2 separate regions of the Bos taurus genome follow, and region 2 is linked to region 1. A link is a contact called in public Hi-C data. All regions are on one chromosome and are shown on one strand. Each heading gives the region's core, a stretch centred on a gene start, on an enhancer-like site or on the middle of the called end of the contact. The rest is flanking DNA. Distances are from core to core; before and after follow the strand shown.

Region 1 (6,931 bases), core at 3,196-5,695:
AGAGAGCTTTCTCCTGCCCAGGAAGGGAACACAGAAGCCCATATCCAAGCTCTGTAAGCAGCTCAGAGAAGAACTCTTTTGCCTGTATCCCTCTTTTTTTAAGGATCTTAGTAGTTCCTTGGAAAGATGAAATCCTAAGCAGTGCAAAATTATTGCAATTTCTATGTACAACAGGGAAACGCGTGCGCGCGCACACATACACACACACACACAACAGAAACCTCATTCCCAGAACACACATGCCCTTAATGTAAGTTTGGCATTTGGCACACTACTGCATTTGGGGTGGGGTTTTTGTTTGTTTTCTTTTTCTGCCTTTCCCAAATCACTCTCAATTTGCACCATATTCTCTCATGTCTTTTTTTTTTTTTTTTTTTTTACTAAGAAGGTTTTGACTTAAAACTGAAAATATTCCAAGTGACAAGTAAGTAGCCCCTTCTCAAATAAAACCTGCAATAACATGCCTGGATTACATTAAGGAATGCTGGAGGGGATCCCAAAAACCAGTGTTTGAACAGTCAACCTGACAGAATCCTAGGACACCATTGAAAGGGCTCATGTTACCTAACTGACTTAGAGCTAATCGGTGTAATCCACGTGACAATACATTGTCTGATTTGGGGAACCTGCTGCCTTAAGGAGAGAGGGGCAGACCCTAGGGAGCCCCTGGGAGCGCCCCCAGCCTCCACCCCAGCAATGTGACAGCAGCCGCCTTGCCCTCTGGCTCTGCTTCTGAGCAATGTGGACCAAGAAGCTTCATAGAGTGAGATAACTTGGATTTATGGAGGTGAGTAAGCTTAACACAGAGACAAAAACAGGGAGCAAACCACAGAACGCGATCAATAGCTAATGTCCAAAGCCCAGGAGACAGAAGAGCCGTGAACCTCAGTTTCTTGGCAGGAAATCCAGATTGGTCTAGAAAGAAGCTTTGGGAAAGCGTTTGAACCAGTCTCAACAGAATGAAAACGTTTCTAAATGAGCTCTTTGACTAATTCTTCTCTTGGAAAATACGCAGACCAATTGAAGGGAAGGTTAAGTCTTTTAAGGGCAACTTAAACTTTCCTGTGGCTATTTAGCCCATTTCTGAGAATTAGTCTCAAGACTTTTTTTTCCTCCTTATCTGTTTCCCTTCTTCTTTAATTTTTTATTAGTTAATTTTTATTGCAGTATAGTTGCTTTATGTCTCAAGCCTCGTTAAAGCATAAGAATTCAAGAATAAACTCTGAGTAGTAGTGGATTGTCGCCTCCGGGATCTGGGTTAAATATCTAGGTAAGACAATAAATCTTAGTACCAACAACTGTATGTTCTGTCAAATGCCCTCCCACTCAAGAAAAATACTCCCAATATCTACTATTGACACTTTTCCTAAAGAACACTCTGGTGTGAGAGTCTGGTTTGAAACTGTTTGATCAGAAAGGAAAGTATGTGCGTTTACACTCTGGTTTCACTTCATGTCAGGCCATGCTGCCTATGAGAAGGCTGGTGGTACAGAATGCCACTCACCCTCCTTTATACTTACATCCCACAGACATGGGGATGTAACTTCAGAAAAACAAAGGATACTAGAGGGAGGAAGAGGAAGAGAAAGAAGTTGAGGATTAGAAGCTATAGACTACAGCTTCTACCCAATTTTGAGTGAGATTGATAATCTTCAGTGGCTTAAATAGCAAGATGGTCCTCTTGACTATCAGCATAGGCACCAGTTAGATTACTATTTCTTATCTCTTGTTCAAAGCTCTACTTCAAAGGACGATTATCAACTGTTCAAGTGGACAGCAAAACCTCGAAATGCCTTAGAGTACTCCAAAGAGAGGAAAATATGAAAGCATTCTTTCTTGAGGAAGAGGTAGGTCTGGGGTATGTTGAAGAGAAGAGAAAGAGGCTGATAATCCAGTCATGGTGCTCAAGTACTGATGAGTAAACAGACACTCAATAAGTCCCTGGGAAATTATGGAACTTAATTAGAAGTCAGAGTAACAGGGTATTTGGATGAAACTGTATTTAATTCTAACCTGGGAAAAGCTAGACATTGTAACATAGCAAAACCATTCAATGTATTCCAATAATTTTTTTTAATGATTCACTCATTCAACAAATATTTATTGAGCAACTGTTAGCTGCCAAGGTCTGTTGAGGTGTTGGCAAAACTGCTAAGAACAAAACAAGTGAGAATCCTGCCATCAGAGAGCTTATATCCTGGATATTATTACCATGTTGCTATACAATCAATTACAGACAACTGAGACTGCAAGGACTGGCCTTAGTCAATTATTCTGGCCATTTTTCTCTAATAATTTATGTCATAGTACTATTAATCACAGCTTAATTTGAATCTGTGTGTGTGTCTGTGTTTGAGTGGGGGTTGTTTTTGTTCAGTTGCTAAGGTGTGTCTGATTCTTTATAACCCCATGGACTGTACCATACCATGCTTCCCTGTCCTCCACTATCTCCTGGAGTTTGCTCAAGTTCATGTCCTTTAAGTCGGTGATGCTGTCTAATGATCTCATCCTCTGTGGTCGCCTTCTCCTCCTGCTCTCAATCTTTCTCAGCATCAGGGTCTTTTCCAAGGAGGTGGCTCTTCACATCAGGTGGCCAAAATATTGGAGATTCAGCTTCAACATTAGTCCTTCTAATGAATATTCAGGGTTGATTTCCTTTAGGATTGACTGGTTTAATCTACCTGCCATCCAAGGGATTCTCAAGAGTCTTCTCCAGCACCACAGTACGAAAGCATCAATTCTTTGGTGCTTAGCCTTCTTTCGTTCCAACTCTCACATCCGTACACAATTACTGGGAAAACCATAGCTTTGACTATATAGACTTTGTTGGAAAAGTGTGGGGGTAGGAAGGGAGTTTTAAATGTGAAATTCAGAAAATAATCACAGAGGAGAAGGTTATTTTGGGAAGATAGTTAGCCTTCCTGGAGGCACTCTGGTTTTTCCTTCAAAATAATAGTTTCTCAGGAAAAATAATTTACTTTCTAAAATCTTCTAGGACACTTCCTTCAGGATCATGTGTTCACAGTTCGCTCAACTCAAGGGAAAGGAGAATAACTTGAATATGCACCAAACACAGGAAATTTATAATGAGGACAAAATCCAAGGATAGAAGAGAAGCCTAAGTGTTGCTAAGGGCAGAATGAATCTGGAACTTGACTGTTTATCAGGTAGGAATTCTGCCAGATATTGTTTTGTGCATAGAAATAGACCAAGCATTACCTAATTATAATAAAACTTGAATTCAGAAAGAAGAAAGGCAGTAGCCTTTAAAAGGTAAATATAAGTTGTGACTTGTTACATTTTATAGGAGCTTTGCAGCAATAATAAAATAATCATCGGGACAAATCCTTATCTTTAAAGATAAGGATTAAAGGATTCAATACCGTATACGATATTTTCAAGTGCAAGGACAACAAGGAAGTTCTCTGTAGAAAATGCCCATCTGATTGAAGCACTTTCTTTCATTTTTCCAGCCCTGCCCTTGCGTTGGACTCTTCCTCCTGCTTTGCTTTCCAACACATTCTCTGGAGGTACCTAATAACTTTTGCCCAGGATTATACACTGATTGTAGCTGATTTGACTCTGTAATATATTTGTGTTATAAATGTCTATGTATCTGTTCTATATCCTCTTCCCTTCATACAGCACACACACACACACAAAGAAAAAAAAGGGAAAAAATCTCTAACAGATCAATTGCAGACTGATCCCACAGGAAGAAGCGAATGCTTTGATTTTTGTCTTAGGTAAGCTCCAGTACAAACAACGTTCAACTGTTCACACTCAATTTCAATTTCAGCCTTCTTATTCCAAACCCTAGATTGATGAATATTGCCAGGTAACATAAAGACTATGCCTCGCTTTTCTATAGGATAGATGCATCGATCCCAAACTATGTTTTAGCCATCTGCTTTCATTCAGTGAGTCTTGCTGTCGACGTGCACTGAAACTTTTGTTCCCAAAGTGATACCACTTTTTTTTTCCTTCTTCATATTGGGTCACTGTAGTAAAGGGAAACTAGACATTTTCTCCGTACAATAGAAAAGCCCCACTAAATGATGAACATCAAAAAATATCCCCTTTGAAAATTATTAAATCAAATAAACTTGTTTTGGTTGAGTGGTCAAAGGTCTGTATTAGAAGCAGCTACTCTTCTAGTTTATATGATATTTTAAGATGGTTACAGAGGTCTAGTGGGCTTCCCTGGTGGCTCAGATGGTAAAGAAAACGCCTGCAGTGTGGGAGACCTGGGTTCAATCCCTGGGTTGAGAAGATGCCCTGGAGGAGGACATGGCAACCCACTCCAACATTCTTACCTGGTGAATCCTCATGGACAGAGGACCCTGGCGGGCTACAGTCCATGGGGTCACAAAGAGTCAGACATGACCGAGCGACTAAGCACACTCACACACACAGCGGTCTAGTGGACACAGTGGTATCATTTTAAATTGTCTTGAGAATGAGGAAACACAAGGGATGTGTTCAGTTGACTGAAATGTGGCTAATGATTTCCCAGTGGATTGAGCCACAGATTATATAAACCACAAAGGTGATTGATGTGATCAGTCATCCCAAAATGTAGTTTAGCAATCACCAGCTAAAGTCCATGTTGCCTCAGCTGTCCCGGAACCTAATTGATTCTTGAAGGCACTGTTGAATTTCAGGTGTCCCTCATCTAGGAAAACTAACAAAAATCCAAACTTTCAAAACAAGCTACTATAAACTAATCTAAACGGCAGTAGAGTGTTCCCTGAAAATTACCCTTAAAATATGTATTATATGCATTGTTATTAGCAAAACTATGAATTGTATTCAATGCTTCTGTGTCACATTCGTTGTGTAAACGGATGGTGCGTGAATTACAATCTCAACTTACATGAGATATGAAGAACAGAAGTGATTGGAAAATAGTGTGTGTTCAAAAACCCATTTTGCACAAAGCAGTGAAGAACAAAGGCTAACCAATCTGACCCCAGCAGTCACAAATCTTGGAGATTGAACCCAACCATCAATATGTCTCAAACTTCTAAAATATCGAATTTTTTTAGCCACTACACTCTTTTTTAACCTATATACTGTTGACTTTAGGGTATAAATCATTAACAGTCATACTTTAAGTTTGACCTTTCACTTTCTTATCTAGAGAAAATTTCATTTTCAAGTATTCGATAATATGTAAAGTATTCAAAGTGTTGTAAGAGAACGTTTGGCCCATATCACCCAAGCTCAATAGCTAACAGTTGCTGCCACCTATAGGTCCAGTCTCAAGAGAAGGATGTAGGACCTGAAGAGGCTTGTAAGTTTCAAAGGCACAGTTCAACAGAGTAAGTTTTTAGGTTTTAGAGGGTTTTCCTCATAGGAAAACACAGTTAGAACCTTTGACTGTTGATGCAGTTCCCTGAAAAATTGCATTAGAAATGACAAATTTCATTGATTTCATCAACCATGATCTCTTTAAACCAACTCATGAGGGGCAGGAACTTTAGCAACCTCTTTACTCACGAAACAAGCAAATGAAACAAAATGAATCAAATTAACTGAAACTTAATTATGACTGCCATGGCTATACAATCATGGAAAATAAGTGACAAGGAGATATTTTCTATTGTGTCTATTAATATGTATCGCATGTGAGAGTCTGAATCTTTTTGGCTAGACACTTTAGCCATCCCTGTGATAAATATTTATAGTATAGTATAATTTCATCCTAAGGCTGAAAGAAAAGAAAAAATTTATATCCATAAAACAACTCAAACTTAAATCTCAGCTTCAGGATTTTATGTATCTGTAAAATGGAGATAGAAATGACCACCTTCAAATGTCATATTAAAGATTAGAAGACATTTTATTTTTATAGATCATCTATACATGCACATAAGCATATTGCTAAGTCACTTCAGTCGTGTCCGAATCTGTGCAACCCCATAGACGGCAGCCCACCAGGCTCCCTCATCCCTGGGATTCTCCAGGCAAGAACACTGGAGTGGGTTGCCATTTCTTTTTCCAATGCATGAAAGTGAAAAGTAAAAGTGAAGTCACTCAGTCATATCCGACTCTTAGCGACCCATGGACTGCAGCCTACCAGGCTCCTCTGTCCTTGGGATTTTCCAGGCAAGAGTACTGGAGTGGGTTGCCATTGCCTTCTCCACATAAGCATATAAACATTTATATTTATTCATTGAACATATATATATACACATATGTATCCATAAATATATATGTATAGGGCTGGCCAAAGTGTTCGTTTGGGTTTTTCCATAATAGCTTACAGAAAACCAGAATGAGCAAATTTTTTGGCCAACCCAATATGTATATACATATATATATATACATTCTCAATGGTTAGCACACAATATTTTATAAAAATGTTACCTTGGTCATACTGACCAATTTTATGATGTTTGCTAAGTCATTTCATAATTGGAATCTTGCTTCTTTGTCAAGTGAGGAGCTTAGACTAAGTAATTCCTAGATTCCTCCTGGGCTGAATATTCTACCATAAGGCATTTGATTTGGGCATCCTCTCAATCATGACCATTTGGACCCGTTTCTTTATAAGGGCTGGATAAATGGTTAAGGATCAATGTCCTCAATGTCGTGTGCTTCCTCTGTATTCTGTACTCGGAGACCAGAAGACAAGGAAAGTCTTCTGGACTGATGTCCATTTCAATATTCCTAAATACAACTGGCCTCCCTGTTAGAAGCTAAATCCGGTCCTCCCATTTTGGAGTGTTGAAGTCCCAATTCCCAGTATCCCAAATTCAACCCTATTGGGAGACAGGGCTTTTAAAGAGATGATGCAGTTAAAATGAGGCCATTCGGGTGGGCCCTAATCCAATCTGACTGGTGTCCTTATAAGAAAAGGAAATTTGGACACATAAGAGACACTACTCTGAAACACCTGAGACACCAGGGTGTCTGCCCACAAAGG
Region 2 (6,237 bases), core at 1,876-4,375, 330 kb before region 1:
TTTAAATTTTTTAAAGCTGTTTTCTACAGTGGCTACATCATTTTACTTTCCTGCTAACAGTGTAATAGTATTCCAACTTCTGTACATCCTCACCAATACTTGTTATTATCATTTATTATTGCTTTTGTTTTATAATGACCATTCTAACAGGTAAGAGGTGGTACTTCATTGTGGCTTTGATTTGCATTTTCTTGCTGACTAGTAATGTTAGCATCCTTTGCTATACATTTGGCCATTTGTAAGTCCTCTTTGGAAAAATCTATTTAGACTCTTGCTCATTTAAAAAAATCAAGTTATTTGGTGTTTTTGCTATTGAGTTGTAGGAGTTCCATGTGGTACTTTGGATATTAACCCCTATCAGATTTATATTTGCACTCCCATGTCCATTGAAGCATTATTTAAAATAGGCAAAGCAATCTAAATACCAAAGACAGATGAATGGATAAATAAAATGTGAGATATAATAAATAAAGCTGATATTTATATATGTATATGTGCTTCCCAGGTGGCGCTAGTGGTAAAGAATCCACCTGCCAATGCAAGAGATGTAAAAGATGTGGGTTCAATCCCTGGGTCGGGAAGATCCCCTGAAGGAGGAAACAGCAGATCCCCTGAAGGAGGAAAGAGCAACCCACTCCAGTATTCTTGCCTGGAAAATTCCACGGACAGAGGAACCTGGTGGGCTACAGTCCATGGGGTCCCACAGAGTCGGACACGACTGAGTGTCTCAGCACATAAATGTACATATATACATGAAATATTATTCAGCCACAAAAAGAAAGAAATTCTGCCATATGCCACACCATGGATGAACCTAGAGGACATCATGCTAAGAAAATAAACCAGTCACAGAAAGACAATTACCACAAGATTCTACTTACATGAGGTACCGAGAACGGTCAGCCTTATTGAAACAGAACATAGGAGGATGGTTGTCAGGGGCAGGGGAGGGGAAGTAGGAGTTGCTTGCTGTTCAAAGGGTAAAGATTCTCAGTCCTCAAAAGTTTTGGAGACAGGCTGTAAAGCCTGATGCTTATTATTAACAGTACTGTACTGTACACTTAAGAGGGTAGAGCTCCTGTGTTTTCTACCACCATAAAAAAACCTACAAACAATAACAAAATGAAGGAAAAGATGAGAGCACTGAAATATAAAAATCTATTCAATGCAGTAGTTGACTGTTTTTGAATACAAATCCACCGCAGATGACAATTCAGACCCTCCCTCTGGGCCAGTCTTTGTTCCGCTGATGGGCAGTTGGGGCAGTGACACCGGGAGGCCACCTGCTGAGAACTGGGCCGAAAAGTGACCAGAGGTGGGATCCATCAATTAACCCTTGACCCCCTCGCCATTCACCGTCACAGCGGAGCAGATCTGGCTGGCCCTCTTCGTGTTCACCTCTCTTCACCCTCAGAGAGTAGCTGCCCTAAATTCAGCTCCTTTTTTTCAGGGGCGGGAATGTGAGGACGTTCACATGCTGACCTTCCTGAAATGAGGTAAGAAGTAAACTCTTTTTTTTTTTTCTTTCTTTCTTTTTCTTTTCTGGTTGACAGTCAAGAAGATCTCTGGTTTATGAGAGTAAACTCGGTTACATTTTTGGCTACCAATGACTGGCTCTCTGAGCAAATACAGATGGACAGTCCTTGGAGTCTGGGGAAGTGTGGAAAATCTGATGAGGAAGGTGTGGGCCTGGCCAATGGAAAGCGTTTTGGTGGGTCTAATGATTTTGGGAAAATCTCTGCAAGGCTGGAACATTTTGCCACACATAAGTGGTTATTTCCGTAGCCTCTTCTGCATTCACTGAGGGCTCTGTGTAGCCGACCGGAGAGCAAGAAAACTGAAAAACAGCCTCAACGTGTTTGTCAGGAGAGAGATTTCAATTTAGGTTTTTTTCCAAGTGTATTGCATGTAACAAAGCCTGTATTTCTTTTTCATTTCCAATGAAATCTGCCTCATTCTGGTTCATTGAACTCTTGGAAACATAGTTTAATATGTTCCGAAAGCCCTTTGAGCCCTTTGAGGCAGGACTGTGAAGGCTTTCACCACCGCCCCCCTTCTGTAGAAGCAGGAAATCAAGTTCTGCCAAATGCAAATGAGCTCAGACTCCAAAAGGCCAAATTTCAAAATCCAGAATGCAGTGGGTTTGCAGACAGCAAGCCCTGCACACATGATATTTTGGGGGTCTAAGAAAAGACAGAAAGTCATCACAACACACTTATAATTTCCGACTTAAGAAACACCCATCTTGTACAGCACAGGGAACTCTGCTCAATGTCATGTGGCAGCCAAGATGGGAAGGGAGTTTGGGGGAGAATGGATACATGCACATGTATGGCCGAATCCTTTCACTGTTCACCTGAAACTATCACAACATTGTTAATTGGCAATATAAAATAAAAAATTAAAAAATAAAAACCTGTCTGCACAGGACATCTTAGATTTCCATCAGTGAGTTAGAATACTTTTCCTTCCTTTTTAAGGTGTCTTCAGAAACCCCTACCCCCAGGACCCCCTGTTTCTACAGTTGTCTGTGTTTTTGTTGGGAAAAGTATGACCTCTCTTTGATCCCCGTGTCATAGTCGATCCACACCGATTGCCTGCAAAATGGCCCTGGCTTTGCTGGAAGCAAATAGAAACTGGTCCATTAAAAGTTCCTACCGTCCCTCAAAGGGTTAAGGGAGTCCGTTCCAAAGGAGTTAGGCAACCACTGAAATAGGATAATAAATGTGGCACTCTCAGACTATCAGTAGCAAATATTTGAGCTTATCAAATAACGGAGGAAGTAGTTTAGTTACAAATAAACCAATCTCTCATAAAACAAGTTTTCACACAGGGTCATTTCATTGAGCTGGAGACAGCTAGAGGCCACTCGTAGGCAGAACTCCCACTCTGTGTGCAGCGGGTACAGCCTCTGGTGATTAATGGACAGCCAAGGGGGGCGGCCGCCGCCCGCAGGTCTGCTGAGAAACCCAGCCGGGCAGCCTATCAGCAGCATAGCCATAAACAGCATCTCAGGATTATTGGGAGGAAGTGACTCATCCTCTGGGAACATAGCTGGATTTGTGCTCTCTCTCCCTCACCACCCGCCTTCTTTCCCTCCCTTTTCCCCCCTCTGTATAGCAGAGGCCATCGTGTCCTAGAAACTATAGTAGATGTCACTGCTTGGCACTTGCTGTGCAAAGAGAGTCTGTGGGTGTGAGGGGGAGGCGAATGCTACTCTTAAAGTAACAGTGACTGTGCTGCCCAGGAGCTCTATGGAGGCTCTTGTTCTCCCGCCTTTGAGATTAGTTGGTTGAAGGCATCTCATTTAGATTCCAGAAAAAGTACAGACGCTGTGTTCGGCAAAGAGGGGGAAAAAAATAGAGTTCCTTGTTTCAAAGTTAAACTCTCATTGAGAGTTTAGAAATAAAAAATATCTTGGCGTGATTTGATTAATTTAGCAAGGAAAAAAGAAAAAGAATGCTGCCAGAGCCTCAGGATGTAAACGTCACCACTAAGGAAACTGAAATATGCGTATGATATTTCTATATTATGATATCATAGGACGTTTGTTTTATTCCCCCAAGGACTGTAAAAATAAAACATGTAGATTATACGAACTACAGAAATAGAGCTATAAAGCTGGAAAAATTCAACCATGATACCACCATTTGAAGGCAACCATTATGAACACTTTGTAAATTTTCTTCCAGCATCTTTAAAAATAGATTGTTGAGACCTTAAGCATATGTGGAGTTTTGTTTCTTACTATTTTCAGCCACCATTTTAGCATAATGATGGCCCCATCCTGTTATTCAATCTTTCCTTATACATAATTTTAAAACTGCGAAGAACTTCTTTTTGCAACTTTAATTAACATAGGGCAGTTTGGGAAAGGCATAAACTTGTGCTAAAAGCAACATTTGCTCTATTTTTGAGGCATTTTTATTAAAAATTTTACTTGATCTGTTTCTAATAAAAATGGAAGAGAAAATTCTATGCTATTATTCTCATGGACTACCCATTAACTTTTGTGTTTAAAAATGAATATTCTCACCATTGAATTTTCTGCAGAATTAGAAGAGACTTGGTCTTGATCTCTTAACTTACAATATACTTAACCTGCTAATGCCCTGTCCAAAAGCATGAGCCCTTATTGACTAACCACTTTTGGATGTTAAGATGAATTAAAAAGTGAAGGCATGACTTCTATGTTCACCCTTTCTCACCCACATTCCCTACAGTACCTGCGTTTAGATGCCTTTTGTTTATGTGGGACATCTGAAATTACTTTTTATGACCATTATCTGTTCTGGGTCCAGAAACTGGACACATTTTCTCCCAACCAGCCCTAGAACCATTATACATCCTGAACAGTAACTCTACTGTGTCTCACCAACAATGCCTCTGCCTTTCTTCTATTTAATCCAGAATAGAAGTTATGTTGTGAGTGTCTATGTAGAAATATGGCACTGAATTCACTTAAAATATTCAGCACGCCTTCTGGTATAAGGTATGTCCTCTCCTTGTTCCTAGAACAATTTGCACTAAGGGTTAAAACACTGAGGTCGCCCCATCCCTTGGGGTGGAAGAGACTACTGCCTGTTCCCAGAGCAAGGGACTCAACCTGTTTCCAAATAGGGTTCCTCTAAATTGACTTTGGAGAAGGCAATGGCACCCCACTCCAGTACTCTTGCCTGGAAAATCCCATGGACGGAGGAGCCTGGTGGGCTGCAGTCCATGGGGTCACTGGGAGTCGGACACGACTGAGCGACTTCACTTTCACTTTTCACTGTTCTGCATTGGAGAAGGAAATGGCAACCCACTCCAGTGTTCTTGCCTGGAGAATCCCAGGGATGGGGGAGTCTATGGGGTCGCACAGAGTTGGACACGACTGAAGCGATTTAGCAGCAGCAACAAATTGACTTTAGTATTGATTCCTATGAGACTTCAGAGAAAGGACAGAAAATAGTTTCCTTTTAGAAGAAAGTACAGTTGTACCTAGATTCTTGCCTTGCCCCAGAATAAAGGACAGAAAATAGTTTCCTTTTAGAAGAAAGTACAGTTGTACCTAGATTCTTGCCTTGCCCCAGAATAGATATAATTTAGAAGGATAGTTTAGAAGATAGTTTTGAAAGCTGTTTCTCTTTGCAAAGTCCGAATGTTAATAGCCTTTCATTATAGTTAGTCAGAACTTACTGAGAAAGAAAATCCTAAATACTGAGGTATGTTGTACTTGTAAAATACTATATTTTAGTGTAGTCTCTCTCTATTTTTTAAAGATTTTATGTATTTAATTTTATTTGTTTATTTTTGGCCATGCTGGGTCTTTGTTGCTGTGTGGGCTTTTCTCTAGTTGCGGCGATCAGGGGCTACTCTCTAGATGCAGTGTGCAGCGGAGCAAGGGCTGTCGGTGGTGAGGGCTTCTGTCGTTGCAGCACATGGGATCAATAATCTCGGCTCTCTGGCTCTAGAGTACAGGGTCAGTGGTTGCAGTGCATGGGCTTAGTTGCTCTGTGACACGTAGGATCTTCCTGGATCAGGGATCGAACCTGCTTTGGCAAGTGGATCATTAACTACTGAGCCAGCAGAGAAGCCCTGTTGTCCCTCTCTTAAAGATTTCTTCTTAAGTGAATGGCAGCTCTCAGCTATAGGGAAGTCTACAAGATAAAGAAACCAACAATCTGGATACAGATTTGAATAAACATTTAATGTATCTCTATTTTTAAAAATCATTTGCTGTTAGTAAAAACATTTATGTTGAGTAACCACTGCATGAAGATGGAAATGAGTGAACATTTATTTAGCACATACTAAATATGTTCCGAATGTATTTTCCAAGCTTTACATTTGCTTAAGTAATTAATCCTTACAACACTTTGGGGGGATAAGTATTGTTATCCTCATTTTATCAAGTAATAAACCAAACACGTATAATCATTAAAGTGTGAAGGTCGGCCATCTCAAATTTAACAATTACAAAGGAGAATTATTCACTTTTTTTTTTTTACAGACAAAGATGCTTTCAGTAGCATATCCTACAATATTGAAATATAAAACTAGAAAGTAAAATCCAATCACAGGCAGAATTCTAATAGAAATTCTAAAGGTAAATTTAACTAAATATACCATATTTTTTTCTCCTAAAAATTCAAAATTGGAATTTCTTAAGAACTATGAAAATGTTTTATCATTGAGTGAGCAAAGAAAGTCAAGCAATAAGTGATGATATTGTTTTAGTACCATAATCTGAAGTTC

What was found. A called contact is a pair of places that touch in the nucleus more often than the background predicts.
Region 2: a contact with region 1 is called in a Hi-C map of liver, with 3 times the contacts expected there. The contact joins two enhancer-like sites. A contact is called at or near these places in 2 of 11 Hi-C or Micro-C datasets (liver and skeletal muscle).

The regions. Positions count from the first base shown.
Region 1 is chr12:54,842,020-54,848,950 of ARS-UCD2.0, reverse strand. All of the region lies in intron 3 of LOC104973609 (a long non-coding RNA gene), which reads right to left. Among named protein-coding and RNA genes, the nearest start is that of NDFIP2, 270 kb to the right of the region's middle. Within about 2 kb of position 4,445, at least 1 of the 102 cell types and tissues checked has an H3K27ac peak or open chromatin away from gene starts, as enhancers often do. A contact at or near this core is called in liver, where this site is marked.
Region 2 is chr12:55,171,004-55,177,240 of ARS-UCD2.0, reverse strand. No RefSeq gene overlaps it. Among named protein-coding and RNA genes, the nearest start is that of TRNAW-CCA, 49 kb to the right of the region's middle. Within about 2 kb of position 3,125, at least 47 of the 102 cell types and tissues checked have an H3K27ac peak or open chromatin away from gene starts, as enhancers often do. A contact at or near this core is called in liver, where this site is marked.